3 separate regions of the Mus musculus genome follow, and all the other regions are linked to region 1. The links are chromatin contacts, called in public promoter capture Hi-C maps. All regions are on one chromosome and are shown on one strand. The core of a region is the stretch at or near the end of the contact, and the rest is flanking DNA. Distances in the headings are between cores, read along the strand shown.

What was found. Promoter capture Hi-C pulls out the DNA fragments that hold promoters and counts their contacts.
Region 2: a contact with region 1 is called in a promoter capture Hi-C map of fetal liver, with 4 times the contacts expected there. The contact joins the promoter of Pcyt1b here to the promoter of Klhl15 in region 1. A contact is called at or near these places in 2 of 39 promoter capture datasets (fetal liver and pre-B cells) and 1 of 9 other capture datasets (adipose tissue).
Region 3: a promoter capture Hi-C map of erythroid cells shows a contact between it and region 1, with 30 times the contacts expected there. The contact joins the promoter of Pola1 here to the promoter of Klhl15 in region 1. A contact is called at or near these places in 1 of 39 promoter capture datasets (erythroid cells) and 1 of 484 Hi-C or Micro-C datasets (uterus).

Annotation. Positions count from the first base shown.
Region 1 is chrX:94,231,276-94,236,323 of GRCm38.p6, reverse strand. Klhl15 (kelch-like 15) reads right to left here and starts at 1,394. Exons shown (of 3, transcript NM_001039061.1): 1 at 904-1,394.
Region 2 is chrX:93,673,086-93,677,494 of GRCm38.p6, reverse strand. Pcyt1b (phosphate cytidylyltransferase 1, choline, beta isoform) reads right to left here and starts at 2,383. Exons shown (of 8, transcript NM_211138.1): 1 at 2,019-2,383. The coding sequence starts at 2,135.
Region 3 is chrX:93,630,448-93,635,087 of GRCm38.p6, reverse strand. It overlaps Pola1 (polymerase (DNA directed), alpha 1), which reads left to right and starts at 2,933. Exons shown (of 37, transcript NM_008892.2): 1 at 2,933-3,019. The coding sequence starts at 2,977.

The DNA of each region.
Region 1 (5,048 bases), core at 145-2,644:
AGTAAATCAGATTGACAAAGGAAGTGAACCTCTTAAAAATAAAAAAGACTAAATAAATATAAGGTGTTAAATATTCTGAATAAGAAAGGGGGCTGAGAGGCCTAGAAAGATGAAAAGCCCTACAGTAACATTAAATTTGAATTAAAGGATACCGTTATTTAAATAAGCAGTTGGCATTTTGTAGAGGGAAGGCCAACGAACACTGACTATTAAACAGCTATCCATCACTGCGCTGTTCTGCTAGTCCTTATTTACTTATAATATAGAAATGAAGAGGCAGCAACAGTTAGCCACATTAACCACTCAAGCAAAGGTTACCTAAAGAAAATGACCTTACATTTTCCTACACCACTATACAGCTATAGATTATTTTCACATATATGACCTCATATAGTCCTCACTACCTCTCTGATGTGGCTATTATCGACTACACCGCATAGATAAGAAACTGAGGCTCCGTCCGAGATCTCCTCAGTGCGAGATTTTCTCAGTCGCCCAGTCGGACCCAGACATTCTGATTATGCCGCACGCATTATGCCGCACATTTCGCATAGTTCTATTTAAGGCACAAACAGGATTTTTAAAGGGAAGGAACCGGTTAAGGGGGAAATAATCATGGTACCTGCAGCTCTATGCTGCAAAAAATGGCTGAATTATGCTTCTTCCTTTTTTTCTCCTCTCTCTCTCTCTCTCTCTCTCTCTCTCTCTCTCTCTCCCCCCTCCCACCAGAAAAAAATTTACATTTCAAACAATTTAAGTAAACTCAAAAGACAAATTAGCTCCCAGCATCTACAAAATGTTTGAGTGCGGCCAGTGCGGTGAGGGCCACGGAACCCGTGCCTTCCTCGGGGCCGCGAGCAAAGCCTGGGCTCCGCAGGCCGGCGGCCAGGGGCGGCTACGCACCTCGGGGGTCCTGTCCAGCCTCTAGTGGACGGCAGTCTGCATCAGGAAGAAGTGGGCCAGTGGCCGAACGGTGGGAGGGTCGGGCGCCGGGATGGACCGCGATAGCTCCTCGAACCTCTACAAGGGGCCGCTCCCTGGCCGGGCCGGAGCGCTCCGGCGCCGGGCGAGCTCGCAAGCCCGAGGCCCCCCGAGAAACAGTCCTGGGAAAGAAGACAGCGGTTGAGTGGCGAGTCCAAACAGTTGGGCTAGGCGTGACGCGCGCGGCGTCGGGGCCGGGGCCCAGCCTCGCCAATACCGGGGGATGTCGCGGCACTGCACGGGGCTCGGCTGGAGAGGCGACTCAGGACCACCAACTGGGGGACAGCTGAGGGGGCCGAGGGCAACAGAAACGCCAGCGGGAACCACATACACGACGGCGTCTCCGGGTTTCTGCCCCCAAAGCGCGCGGAGCCTCGGGATCACCCACGCCGGGGGTGGAGGAAAGCGGGAAAGGGGCGGGAAAGGGGCGGGGCGTGAGAGGGCCACGAGCCAGGGGCCGCTCCGGGCCTCGCGCCCCCTGCGGGCCGAGGGAGCCGCCCGGGGCCCGCCCAGGGGGGCGGGGCCCACGGGCTAGGGGCCCGGGCCAGGGTCTCGAGGACGCAGAGCCGAGCCTGTCCCCGAGAGAGGGCGGGGACTGGAAGCCGTGGGTTAGGGAGCAGGCCTGGGAGGCCCCCTTAGCCCCTGAAGGCGCCCCGTGGGGGCCGGCGCGCCGCCTGGCGGGTGTTTACCTTCCCCCTGGTTGAACGCCAATGCCGCCATCTTTCAGCCCAGGCGCGTCACTTCCGGCGCCACGGAACGGGAGCCGGTGTGGGAACCGGGTAGAGGGAGGGTTGTCCCACGCCAGCTGCGCGCCTTGCCCCAGAGGCGGGCCTGCTACTGTAGTGGGGTTGGGGGGTGACGCGGCGGGGCCGGGGCCAGAGAGAAAGGAGGTAGAGGGGCTCTGCAGGAGGGATCCGCTGAGGTTGACCCTCAGAGCCCTGCCGTCGAGGCTGGAGAGACTCGGCCGTGCACTTCCACCCCTGCAGCAGGGTCACTCCGCCTGGCCCGGAGGTGGGCCCCGTGGCGCTGCAGCGAACACACAGTGCGCAAGTTGAGGGCTAGGAAACCTGGAAAATTCCATTTTTGCATCTTGCACACCGTCGGATGAGGGGAGTTTTGCCAATGGTACCTGTTATAAAAGTGACTAGGTGGACGCCAAATGGCAATCATTTTTTATAAGGCAATTTGCAATGAATCATTGCGTCACGGTTCCACTTAGCTTATCGCATGCAAATTACATGTTTCACATGCAAATTTCCCAGAGATGGAAAGAGTCATCGAAAATGGCATTATCTTCACCAAAGGTAGAAAAGTACGAGCTAAAAAAGCGGGTTTGTTTTGCATCAAAATAGGCAAGAAGGAATATACAGAAGGCACCAATTTCAGTTGTTCCTTGAGGAGGGGTCTGTTTGTTTTACAAATCTGCTCTAGAATTCTAGGTCATGGCTTTTAAATACTACCCTTACTTGATTTAAGAAAATGGAAATACACTGTAAGACTTTTGTAAATTTATTATATATCTCTGTAAGAGAGCTGTAGATGACAAATACACAGTTGAAGCCACTGGTTCTACGACCAGTTAAAAATTAAGACAACCGTTAACCATTTCTGATCTTAACAGATCTCTTTGCTTCCCCTGTCTCTAGCTCCACCACCGAAGCCCATCCCCCACCCCCACATCGCCACTTCTCTCTAAATGAATATCCTGATGAACTTTTCAAGAGACTGTGACTAAAAGTGATCAGTATCTCTTTCTAACAAACTTGATTAACATGCCACATTTCCCAAGAGGCCAAAGTAGCACATCGTGTACTGTTTTGCTGAAGTACACTACTTCATTGTAAAAATAATTATTATTTTGAAAATAGGAAATAATCTCTTTTCTGACTTAAACACTGAAAGTTCAAAACTTGTCTCACCTATTCTGTTTTTTCCAGTAGCCCCTTTAATGCCTTTATTTGTGTTGGTTATTTTTAAATCCTAGCTGGTTGGGTGGGTGAGCTGGCTCAGCAGGTAAGGGTGCTTGCCACAAGAGTTCTAGCCTCAGGATCCACAGAGTGGAAGAGAGAACTCTCTTCACTCACAAGTTGTTCTCTGACCTTGACATGTGTCATGCCTGCACACATACACACTTAAACAAAAGATAGTAAACAAAAGATAGTAACAAGATCTTAAATTCTAGTTTGCTATCTTTGTATATTACTGCTTGATTACCCCAGAATGTATTACCTTAAAACAACACATTTAAAACTTAAACTATAAAATTAACTTTCAATTGCACACATTCAATGTCTGAATTTTATGTTTTATATGTCATAAATAGCTAAAAGAGTTGAATTTTTTTACATTAACTAACAGACATGCATTTTAAGCTATACATTACCATAAGTGAGTGATCTGTCTAGAGGTTTCTTTCTGTTTCTGACTTGGAAAACAGACGTGTTTGTCTGGTGTAATAGGTATGTATAACAGTGAGTGGTGTCACAACGTATTCTGATCAGTATACACATTCTCTGGCGTCATGTGATCTCATCTGGCATTTTCTTCTGTTGCTCTGCCCAAAATCTTTTCAAAACGACTTTCCTGTTTCTGAAAGTGAAGGGTTTGTTTGTTTGTTTGTTTGTTTGTGGGTTTTTTGGTTTGGTTTTTTGTTGTTGTTGTTTTTTGTTTTTTGGGGTTTTTTTTTTTTTGCCAATATGTATGAGTGTTTGGCTGCTTGTGTGTATGTGCACCTGCTGTGTGCCTGGTGTCCATCGAAGTTAGAAGGTATCATATCCCCTGGAACTGAAGTTACATGGAGCCACCATGTGGACACTAAGACTAAGCCTCTGCATGAACAGCATATACTCTTAACCACTGAGCATCGCTCCACCTTCCTATACTGTGTCTTTCCACCCATCTATATATGTTTACTATATAGAACCCCCCCAAAGCTATCCTTAACAAATGATGCTGAGCCAGGATAGGTGCTTGCCACACAATCCCCCAGAACCCACATAAAAGTGGAAGATGAGAATCGACTCTACAAGGTTGTCCTCCGACTTCTACGTGTATGCTGAGGCATACCCATCATATACATACACATCATATACATACACATCATATACATACACATCATATACATACACACTGATTTAATTCTAAAAATAAATGTAGATGATGCCACTTTCACTTCTCTCCCTAGGGATGAAAGCTAAGCCCTCGCTGTTTTTTCAAGTACTGTATTATATATAGGATGGTCTAACATTTTAATACCCAGGAAAATAAAACCCCTTTATCTAAATAAACTGACACCTGCTGCAGTAATTCCTGTTTTCACTTGCAGCAGGCATCGCTTAACAACAGTGATATATTCTGAGAAATGAATAAGCAAGTGATTTTACTGTTAGGCAAACCTAGACAGACACCTAATATGGCGCACATGTTTAATCCCAGTGAGGCAGAAGCAGAGACAGGTAGGTCTATATGAGTATAAGGACAGCTTCATCTACATAGTGAGTTCCAGGCCATTGAGGGGCTACCTAGTGAGACCTCATCTAAAGAGAAAAAAACTATATAGTTTTTCTCAGTACCATGGTTTGCTATGACTGGCAGTGCAGTAGGTTTCTTTATACCAGAATCAACCACAAAAGGTGTAATGTGTTGCACTCCAGTGTAAAGATAGCTGTAACATCAGTAGGTAGTGGGGATTTTTCAGCTCCATTATAATCTTTTGAGTACAGTCTGTAGTTGATTGAAACTACATCCTATCTATCAATCGATTGATCAATCTATTTTACATTTCTTTAGTTGGGGAGGGAGGCATAGAGACCAGACAACTTGCAACAGTTAGGTTCTTCTTTCCACTATGTGAGTGCAGGGAATTGAACTTAGGTTGTCAAATTCAGGTTGTCACACTTGGTAGTAAATGCCTTTAATGCTGAGACTTGTCACTGAATCTAACTTTTTTTTTTTAGACAGCCTTTCAATTATCCCAGGATGGTCTTGAACACATTATTCAGCCAAGAATGTCTTTGATCCTCTTTCGCCCACCTCCTCAGTACTGGAATTACAGTGGTGTGTAGTGC
Region 2 (4,409 bases), core at 1,134-3,633, 560 kb after region 1:
TTGCTCCTAACAAAAAAGATGCTTCACAAAATCTAGTTTAAGCAGGTACTTAAATAGCCAATTTCAGCAGCCCACAGAAACCTTTTATCAAAGTATATCAAAGCAATTATTTCAACAATTCCATTTTGGAACACACCTCTCTTACCTCTGTGGTGCTTGTGTAGCCCCAGCCCCGCAAAAAGATAGGAAGAGACTGCATCTCACTTGAAGAACAAATTCTACAGGCACGAGATCATACTTTTCAGGTATACCCCTCTGAGTTTAGTGCCTACCTGTGGCCCTTCAAAGCGATCTTTAGGGAGTTAGTTTCTCTGAAGGAATTCTGTCAATCCCTTATTTCTGCACATGTGTGGAAGGAGAAGGTGAGGCACTGCTGGGTTTGGCTCTGGTCAGTTACTACCTGAGAGAAGCTCAAAGCAAAAGAATGAACTGAACTTAGTCCCTTCCGGGATTACCTGTGCACACCCCTCTCAGGCCAACTAGGCAAGGAGTGGAACAGCTAAATGGTGAGAGGGAAAGAAAATATATTAAACTGGGGCTGGATACTGCCTTTCTCTCTGCTGCCTAAACTCTTTATCCAAAGGGGTATGTTTTCAAGTTTGTATATTGCACTTATTTAAAATGTATATTCTGGGAGATTTTGTGATTCACTTTTAGCGGTCAGTTTTTTCCACTATTAAACCATGAGTTGTTTAGTGGCCCAGAGGAATTTTTAAATAACCAACTTATCAGAAAAATTTATATGACAGAAGTGCACAGAGGCCACATGACTTATGTCACACAGTCACTGGCTAATGGGCTAAGAAGTAGTTAATATTGAAATACCCTAAAAACATGCCTCAAAACATAGAAACTGCTCTAATATAACTCCCCGCTGGTTATCTGATTTCAGAAAGTTGATCCAAGCCTGCCTTCAAACCCTTATTAAGAAATAACAGTTCAATAGTGGATTAGCATTGAAATCTGTAAGTCCAGATTATGTGGGGGCTCATATAAAATTCTACACCAAAAAAAACCCCAAAACAAAAACAACAACAAACCTCTTTAAAAAAAAAAAAAGTCTCCCTACTGTCAAACTGCACAGCCAATCAAAACACTTTACGTTTTAACTTGGAAGAAATCCTTGAAGAAAGGATAACTCTAGTCTGTGTCTTGGATTTGGGGGTTCAAAGAGCAGTATCCCCAGGTTGTATAGGATTTCAAGCTTCAAGAAACCTACAATTTATTTGACTTTTTTATTTTTTTTTTAATTCCTTGAGGCCAGGTTTGCTGAAGTGGTTGAGAAGAAACTTCCCCATTTACCTAAAGAATAGAACAAGTGTGAAAGAAGCTGCTCAATAGAGACACAGTTACTGAGAGAGAAGAAAGCTCTAGCCCTGTTTCTGTACTTTCATTCTTAAAGGCATGCATCCCCATTCTAAATAAACGTAGCATCTCCAGGTTGCCATTGCCTGACTAGAAATCTTCAGTATCGTCCTAAAAAGGTTCACGCTTCCTTTTCAACGCACGTTCTTTCTACATGCAACCTCAAGGTATATATCAGAGGAATGAGGGTGTTTTGTTTTCATATAGTTTTCGTTTGCCATTAGGTATGAAAGAAAGAGAGAGAAAGAAAGAACGAAAGAAAGAAAGAAATCGTTCCTGAGCTAGAATTTAGAACTTCACCGGGGAAGCAGTCCAAGGTTTGTGAAGAAGAAAACCATTTTAAAACTGTGACAATGCACCTAAAAGGGAGGGGGGGGGGAGGTCATTCTTTCTTCTCCCAAAGCACAAAAAAGCACAACATATCCCCAGCAGCCCGTTTCCTACCCAGCCAATACAATAATGCTTTGTAAGCTGAGAACAGTGTCCGGTATAGGAGCTAAGTATAAACAGCTGAGAAGGATTAGGCTGCAGCTCCATTCTCATTTACATGAAAATCCTGTAAGCATTTTTTTTTTCCTCGCTGGCTGCGGGCACAGAAGGAACTCTTTTGTGCCATAGCCACGCATACATTTCCATCCTTTGTCTTTACTTACCAGTCGAGGCTGTGGGCATGTGTGCTCTATTTCCTCCATGGTTTCTGAGGGAGGCTCATTGGAAAGGGATTTTGGGATACCTGTTTCTGACTCAGCATCAGTGGTAAGTACTGGCATGGCCAGTGAATGCTCCCTCCAGCTCTACACCCTCTGGGAGTCTCCTCCCAGGCAAAGAATGTTTTCTTTGTCACGTATTTTTCTCTTCCCTACCCATCCCCCTTCTTCTTCCCTTCTTTTTTGTCTTCCCTGGGGGGAAGTAAAGAGGTTACCCCCACCCCCACCCCCAACGCACACACCACCCTTTTCTTTCTCGGAGAAGCCCAGAGGCAGGGCCTCAGTTTATCACTATAACAACCAGACAGCACGGGAGCGTCTGGTGCGGATACAGTATCCTCATTTGCATGGAGCACGCTGGTTGGTTACTGTCATCATAGTACCACTCCACCTGGGAGCGGCCGGGGCCCATTGGCTGGCCTGCCTTACCCACCGGGCCTGAACTTGCTGCTTTTGTTTTTTGCATTTAATTCACTTGTGAAGGTCTCTGTCAGTGCCTGGTAAGGACTCCCTGCACTTCTTAGATAAGATAAAGCTGTTTCCTGAGGTGCCCCAGACGCGTCGCAAAAGAGCATAAAGGACCATTCCCTGGCATGAGCATTTAATGCAGTTGTAGTCAGAACATTTGCTAAATAGGAATCGTTCTGAAGGCAGAGCCACTTTAAAGCCCCAAACCACTAGGTCAATTGCCCACTGGCTTCTGAGGGCTTGTCCGGCAACTCACTGTGGGCATCCGAGTGTTCATCTTCTGGACTGCATAAGACAGGAACACTGACAGATGCCTAAGGCCTGTTGTAACTCTGTCTATCCCTGGGGCTGCTCCAGGAGGAAGTTTAAAGGAGGTAGGTTGTCTTTGACAGCCTGCCTCCCAGGTCTAACTGCCCTCTCTTCCTCAGCCAGCCTTTCCCCATTAGTCTTACTGTCATCTGTTCCACAGTACACTTATCTAACATCCCTATATCCTATAGTATAGGGCCTAGACTCCTATCCAAGTGCTCATGGAAATCTGAGGGAAAAAAAACCACAGTGATGTGCCTTAGTGTTTACATTATCCTAAAACATCAGTGTAAGAGGAGTCTGAAGACACACATTCCAAGGAAAGAACTTGCAAAAGTGTTTGTTCTAGTGAAATGCCATGTCTAATATTAGTAAGAAATAAAATCACTAGTATTTGTTAAGCACAGGTGCAGTGCCAAGTACTTTACTTAGATCTTCCTTAATCTTCATAAGAACCCAAAGCAGATCCTATTATTATCCCCACGTTCTAAGTAAGGAAATTGCAACTTAGAGTAATTGCGTAGGGTCTCAAAGTTCATAAGCAATGGAGCTGGCATTTGAAGAAGAGGGAGGAGGAGCAGGGAGGGATACAGCAAGTGTAGCACAAAAGGAACTAAGGAAGAATCCATTCAAGCCGAATAAATCCTTATGCTTCCAAAGCTTTCATTTTGTGTTTCTAACTACGGTTTCTATCCAAGTGTGGCCACAGACCAGCAGTGGACAACAACAGAATCACCAGCCAGCAATGTCTTAGGAGTGAAAACTATAGGTCCCATGACAGATCCAAAAATCAAATTTTGCAGGTTTGAGGTGGGGCTTGCATTTGCATTTTTAGTGAGCTTCTTGGTAATTCTAATGCTGCAGGTATGGGGACCATAACTTGAGAAACAGTGGTTCACAGGATGGAATAAAAATACCAGTCTTAGCCGGGCGTGGTGGCACACGCCTTTGATCCCAGCACTCGGGAGGCAGAGGCAGGCGGATTTCTGAGTTCAAGGCCAGCCTGGTCTACAGAGTGAGTTCCAGGACAGCCAGGGCTACACAGAGAAACCCTGTCTTGAAAAAACAACAAACAAACAAACAACAACAAACACTAAAACAAACAGACAAACAAAACCCCACCAAAGTTGTCGATTTAAGTCAGGATGACGTAGCTCACTTGACACTATCACCTATGCTTAAGAGAACTCTAGGGACTAGAGAAATGGCTCAGTGGTTAAGAGCACACACCGCTCATGTTAGATACCTCACAACCACCTATAAGTGCAGCTCCAGGGAGCTCCAAAGTCTCTGGCCTCCAAAAGCACCTATAATCACACACATATACCTACACACACCCACCCCCACGGACACATGAATATACACATAATTAAAAAGCTCTTTGAATAAAAAAGAACTCCAGTGATGCAAATCTCCCAGCTACTACCCTGTCATCTTGAGAAGGGTCCTCTCCTTCCTATTCTGCCTGCCCTTCTAGAAACACAAAACACTCAGGCCACAGGTTTTGCTCTACTGAGATGATCAGCATGGAAGAAACAAGCCCTGCACTACATTTTAAAA
Region 3 (4,640 bases), core at 1,684-4,183, 600 kb after region 1:
AAAGTTTTGCACAGCTAGCTCTACAAACAAGCCTCTTTTATAGTCTGTTGAGTCTCATTTATACTCCCTCCAAACATCACCTATCCTCCACTAGTCTTGCCTCACCATGTGTCTTGCCTCAGCACTTGAATCTGATTTAGCAAAACTCCATGTGAATCTGTACCAGCTGACAACTTTCTGCCAATCAGCCCAAGTCTGTGGAAGCAGCAAGAAGCCACACACACCACTAGAAGTTTTTTGGTGCCTTTCTCTCTATGGAATCACAGCAAAGGAGCTTAACTACATAAAAGGTGGACCAATACATGCATGTTGTTAGGGAAGACTTCCTTCATCATGGTGTCCTTTCACGTGCTTGCTTTAGCAGAACTTTCTTTCACCTGTGTCTGCTTCAGTGAAATGTTCTTCAGGAGTCTGCCTTAGTGAAACATTGTTTCACCTTTTCTGTTTCCAGCGAGTCTGCCTTAGTGAAACATCGTTTCACCTTTTCTGTTTCCAGCGAGTCTGCCTTAGTGAAACATCGTTTCACCTTTGTCTGCTTCCGGTGAGTCTGCCTTAGTGAAACATCGTTTCACCTTTGCTTCTCATGAGTCAGCCTTAGTGAAACACCGTTTCACCTTTGTCTGCTTCAGGAAAACACAGCTTCATGGATCTGCCCCAGCAAAACACCATCTGACACAACTGACTTTTCAAAGAACCCTAAGTTTCCACTTTAAGTGTTACATAAATTAGGAGACTGGATCTCTTGTCTACTACTTATTTTTATTAAATTTCAATTAGTAAAAATGAAGGTAAAAAGTAAAAAAAAAAGTATATTTAATAGAAATAGGTTTAGCTAAATATAATAGGAAACTCAAAAATGGTACTTTTAAAATATGTTTGCTATTTACTTTCTTTCATGTAGGACTCTGCAGTTAGTCAAGTTAAGGGTGTTATGGTGGCTTTGTAGACATTAGAGATCCATATTCTTACCATTTTGTACCACAATTTCAGCGTGTGACTTTTCTTTCCAGTCATCCCATGACTCAGGATGGTTACAGAACTACCATCCAAAATTTGTGTTGTAGGAAGAGACAAAACAAGAAGGGGGAGAAAAAAAGAGAAGAAAAATGACTTAAGTACCCCTTGTTTAAATACTGCCTATTTATACCACATATATTTTATGGTCTAGAAGTTTGTTAAATATCTGAGTCCCCCTTTTTGTTTTTGGTAAAGCCCAGAAACAGTCTTTCTTCCTTTGTAAATGCACCCAAATGAAAGCCCATGTTTCATCCCCCCCCCCCCCCCCCCCCGAGACAGGGTTTCTCTGTATAGCCCTGGAGCCATCTCACTGGTCCAAATGACGTTATCTTTTTTTTTTTTTTTCCAAGACAGGGTTTCTCTGTGTCCTGTGTCCTGGCTGTCCTGAAACTCACTCTATAGACCAGGCTGGCCTCGAACTCAGAAATCTGCCTGCCTCCAAATGATGATATCTTAATGGAATTGTACAGATATTATTTCAACTAAATTTCACAATAATTCCTTAGATAAGTAGAAGCAACTTATAAAAGAAGAAACTCAGGTCTCTGAAAGTAGTCCAAAGTTATATAAAAGTTATATAATTCAAATCCCAAGCCTGACTCCACCTGAACTTTAAATCCTCCCAATATTAAAAAGAGCATTATAAACAGAAAACATTTATAAGTCAATCATCTTTGCAAAAGACACATTTTGGGAATGGGTTTTATAGGCCTAAATATTTGATATATTTTTTGCAATTAGGTATGTACACATGTGTGACGGTTTGTATCTGCTTAGCCTAGGGAGGTGTGGCCTTGTTGGAGTAGGTGTGTCACTGTGAGGCTTTAAGACCCTACTCCTAGCTGTTTGGAACTTAGTATTCTGTTAACAACATTCAGATGAAGATGTAGAACTCTTAGCTCCTCTTGTACTGTGCCTGCCTGTATGCTGCCATGCTCCTGTCTTGATGATAATGGACTGAACCTCTGAACCTGCAAGGCAGCCCCAATTAAATATTGTCCTTTGTAAGACTTGCCTTGGTCATGGTGTCTGTTCACAGCAGTAAAAGCCTAAGACAACATTCATTTACCATTTCCTTTTGATGTTTGTTCATTAAACTTTCCCTCTTTTTTTTTTCTTTGCTTCTCTTTCTGTCTATCCAACTCTCATTCTTTTTGAGGCATGAACTTCTTTGGCTTCAAACTTAGAAGTTCATTTTGGGCTCAAAGTTACCACCCTCTTGTCTCAGCCTCCCAAGAGTAAAGTTTACTGATTAACCTCCCTCACCCGCTTTGAGGTGAGTGTTATTTTTTGTCAACAACTGTCTTAAAAGAACTAAGCAAATAAAACAAATCCAAAACACACAAGTTATTTTGTTACTTTTTCAATTGTATCACATCAGGAGTGAGTCATGAAGTAAGATTGTTACATTTGGAGGCTGTCACTTCAGCTATGTGCTTGAGGGAAATACGTTTTGGTGGATAACACTCAGAGAGACAAGGTACAGGGCAAGAATCAGATTGTATTTGTCGAAGAAGTCACTCTTTTGGGGCCGGGGGCAGAGATGGAGGGCAGCAATTGAGAGACAATTTATACCCGCCCGCACTTCTTTTCCCAGAAAATATCTCTCGTGACCAGAGAACCCCTTTTCCCATGCGTCCTACGGATTGTTAAAATAGCGTGCATGCGCTTGCGCAGTGCCTTTAGGAGGTTTCTTTTCAGCTCCCGACCGCCTCCTTCTCCAGGTCTCCCCGGTCCTCGCCGAGGTTCCCGCTTTTCGCTCAGGGGTCATCACAGGGCGCCAAATGCACTCCCGCGGGAAGGCCGGGGGCGGGGCGCGGCTCAGCGCCGCACGTCAGTGGCCTTCCGGGCGGAAGTCCGCAGTCTTCCAGGCCGCTGATTGGCTTTCGTACTGGCGCCTATCTTGGCCTCCGCGCCAGTTTCAGGCTGGTTGGCGCGGAATAGAGAGACTATCGGACCATGGCGCCCATGCACGAAGAGGACTGTAAACTGGAGGCAAGCGGTGAGGGAGGATCCCATGCTTAGGGCACGTGGTTGGGAATGTGGGGGTCGCGGTATGATCGAGGGGGAGCGGAAGGTCTCTGCTTTTTATCCTTAAGAAGGTGGCGCGCTCCTAGACCGCCCCTTAGGTCTGTTTGACCGCCAACCTTAATCATTCTGGGCGGAGACCCTAGGGGTGTGGGACGGGGCTTCCTGATGGGGTCACTTGCTGAAGGTATTTTGGCTTGAGCGGTTTCTTTCTCTTATGACAGGCTTCACAGTCGTTGGCTCTTTTCATTTTCTTTGATGAGTCGCAAGCACGTGTGGGTTACAACTTCCATGGCAACCTGCCTCGGCAGGGATTGCTCTCTCCTGCCTGAAACTGTTTCTATGCTCCCTTGGCAGGTCTCGGTTTGAGGGTTTGGAGCATGCCTGTGCCTCCGTTTCTAGGAAGTCCCAGGAAAATTGTTAGCATTGTCATTGAAGTGAGAGATGGAAGTGCTGTCACCAGATATAGATGCATTTCGTTAAGATTTTTTTAGGTTCTACGGGAAGTTCTTCAAGTGCTACATAGAAATACTGTTCAGGTCTAGTCATTTTGGGTGAGGTTTGAAAAAAAGTATCAGTTGAGTAGCATTTCGGATGCCCTATATATCAGGCATTTTGTGAGTAGTAATTTTTTATTTCCAGAAGTAGAGTTCAAAAATGCAGATGGCCTTGTCTGATTCTGATTTTAAACGGTGTTCAGCTAAAGTATGACTTAACTTCAGTTCTAACTTAAAATCAGATACTTTCTTAACCAAGTGTCACATGTCCTGCCATTCACTGTGCATTGCCATTAATGAGATCTTGCTTCGTAATCAGTTTCTTTTGCATTCAGCTAGTTTTAAAATCACAGGTTTCTCTCTCTCTCTCTCTCTCTCTCTCTCTCTCTCCTCTCTCAGACAAATTATTTTGGAGAGTTGACTAGCTTGGATTACAAATGGGCTGTGGGATGTAAGTACATGAACAGTCTGCAGCCTCTATCAGTCATTTGCTTCTAAGTCCTTTTTTCACCCTAAAAAACTGTACGCCATCTGTGCACATCAAGAAATCACTCTTTGGAGGATACTGTGCAATCTTGAGACCCCTCTTAAGTCACAGTGTTGATTAAGTATTTTCTGGGGACTTGTGACTGGAATTTTTCTTTAAAGCATGCCAAAAGATTGTTATGTGGAAGACCGCTTCAGGTTACTGTCCCTGCCTGCTTTGGGGGAGGGTAGAAGTACTCCCAAGTGGTGATTTGAAAACATTATTTCAATCTTTGTGTTTTCCCCCATTGTCTTGTGTCTGTGTGTGTGTGGTGTTTTTTTTTTTGTTGTTGTTTGTTTTTGTTTGTTTTTTTTGTTTTGTTTTGTTTTTTTTTTTTTTTTTTTGCTAATTCACACAGCGTTAAAGACATTGCTTTAAAAAAAAATTCCAGGCTTTTTATGTTGGAAGGTGGGACACCTGGACAGTGTCAGCAAAATGTAGCAAGGCGTGTAATTAGCTGCCATTGTGTATAGAAAGTCATTGGAGGCTTTAATGATAAAAAAATCTGGTATATTGGTTTGTTCAGCAAACATTTATTATGCAAGTACAAGGCATAGGCATTCTGCCAGGCT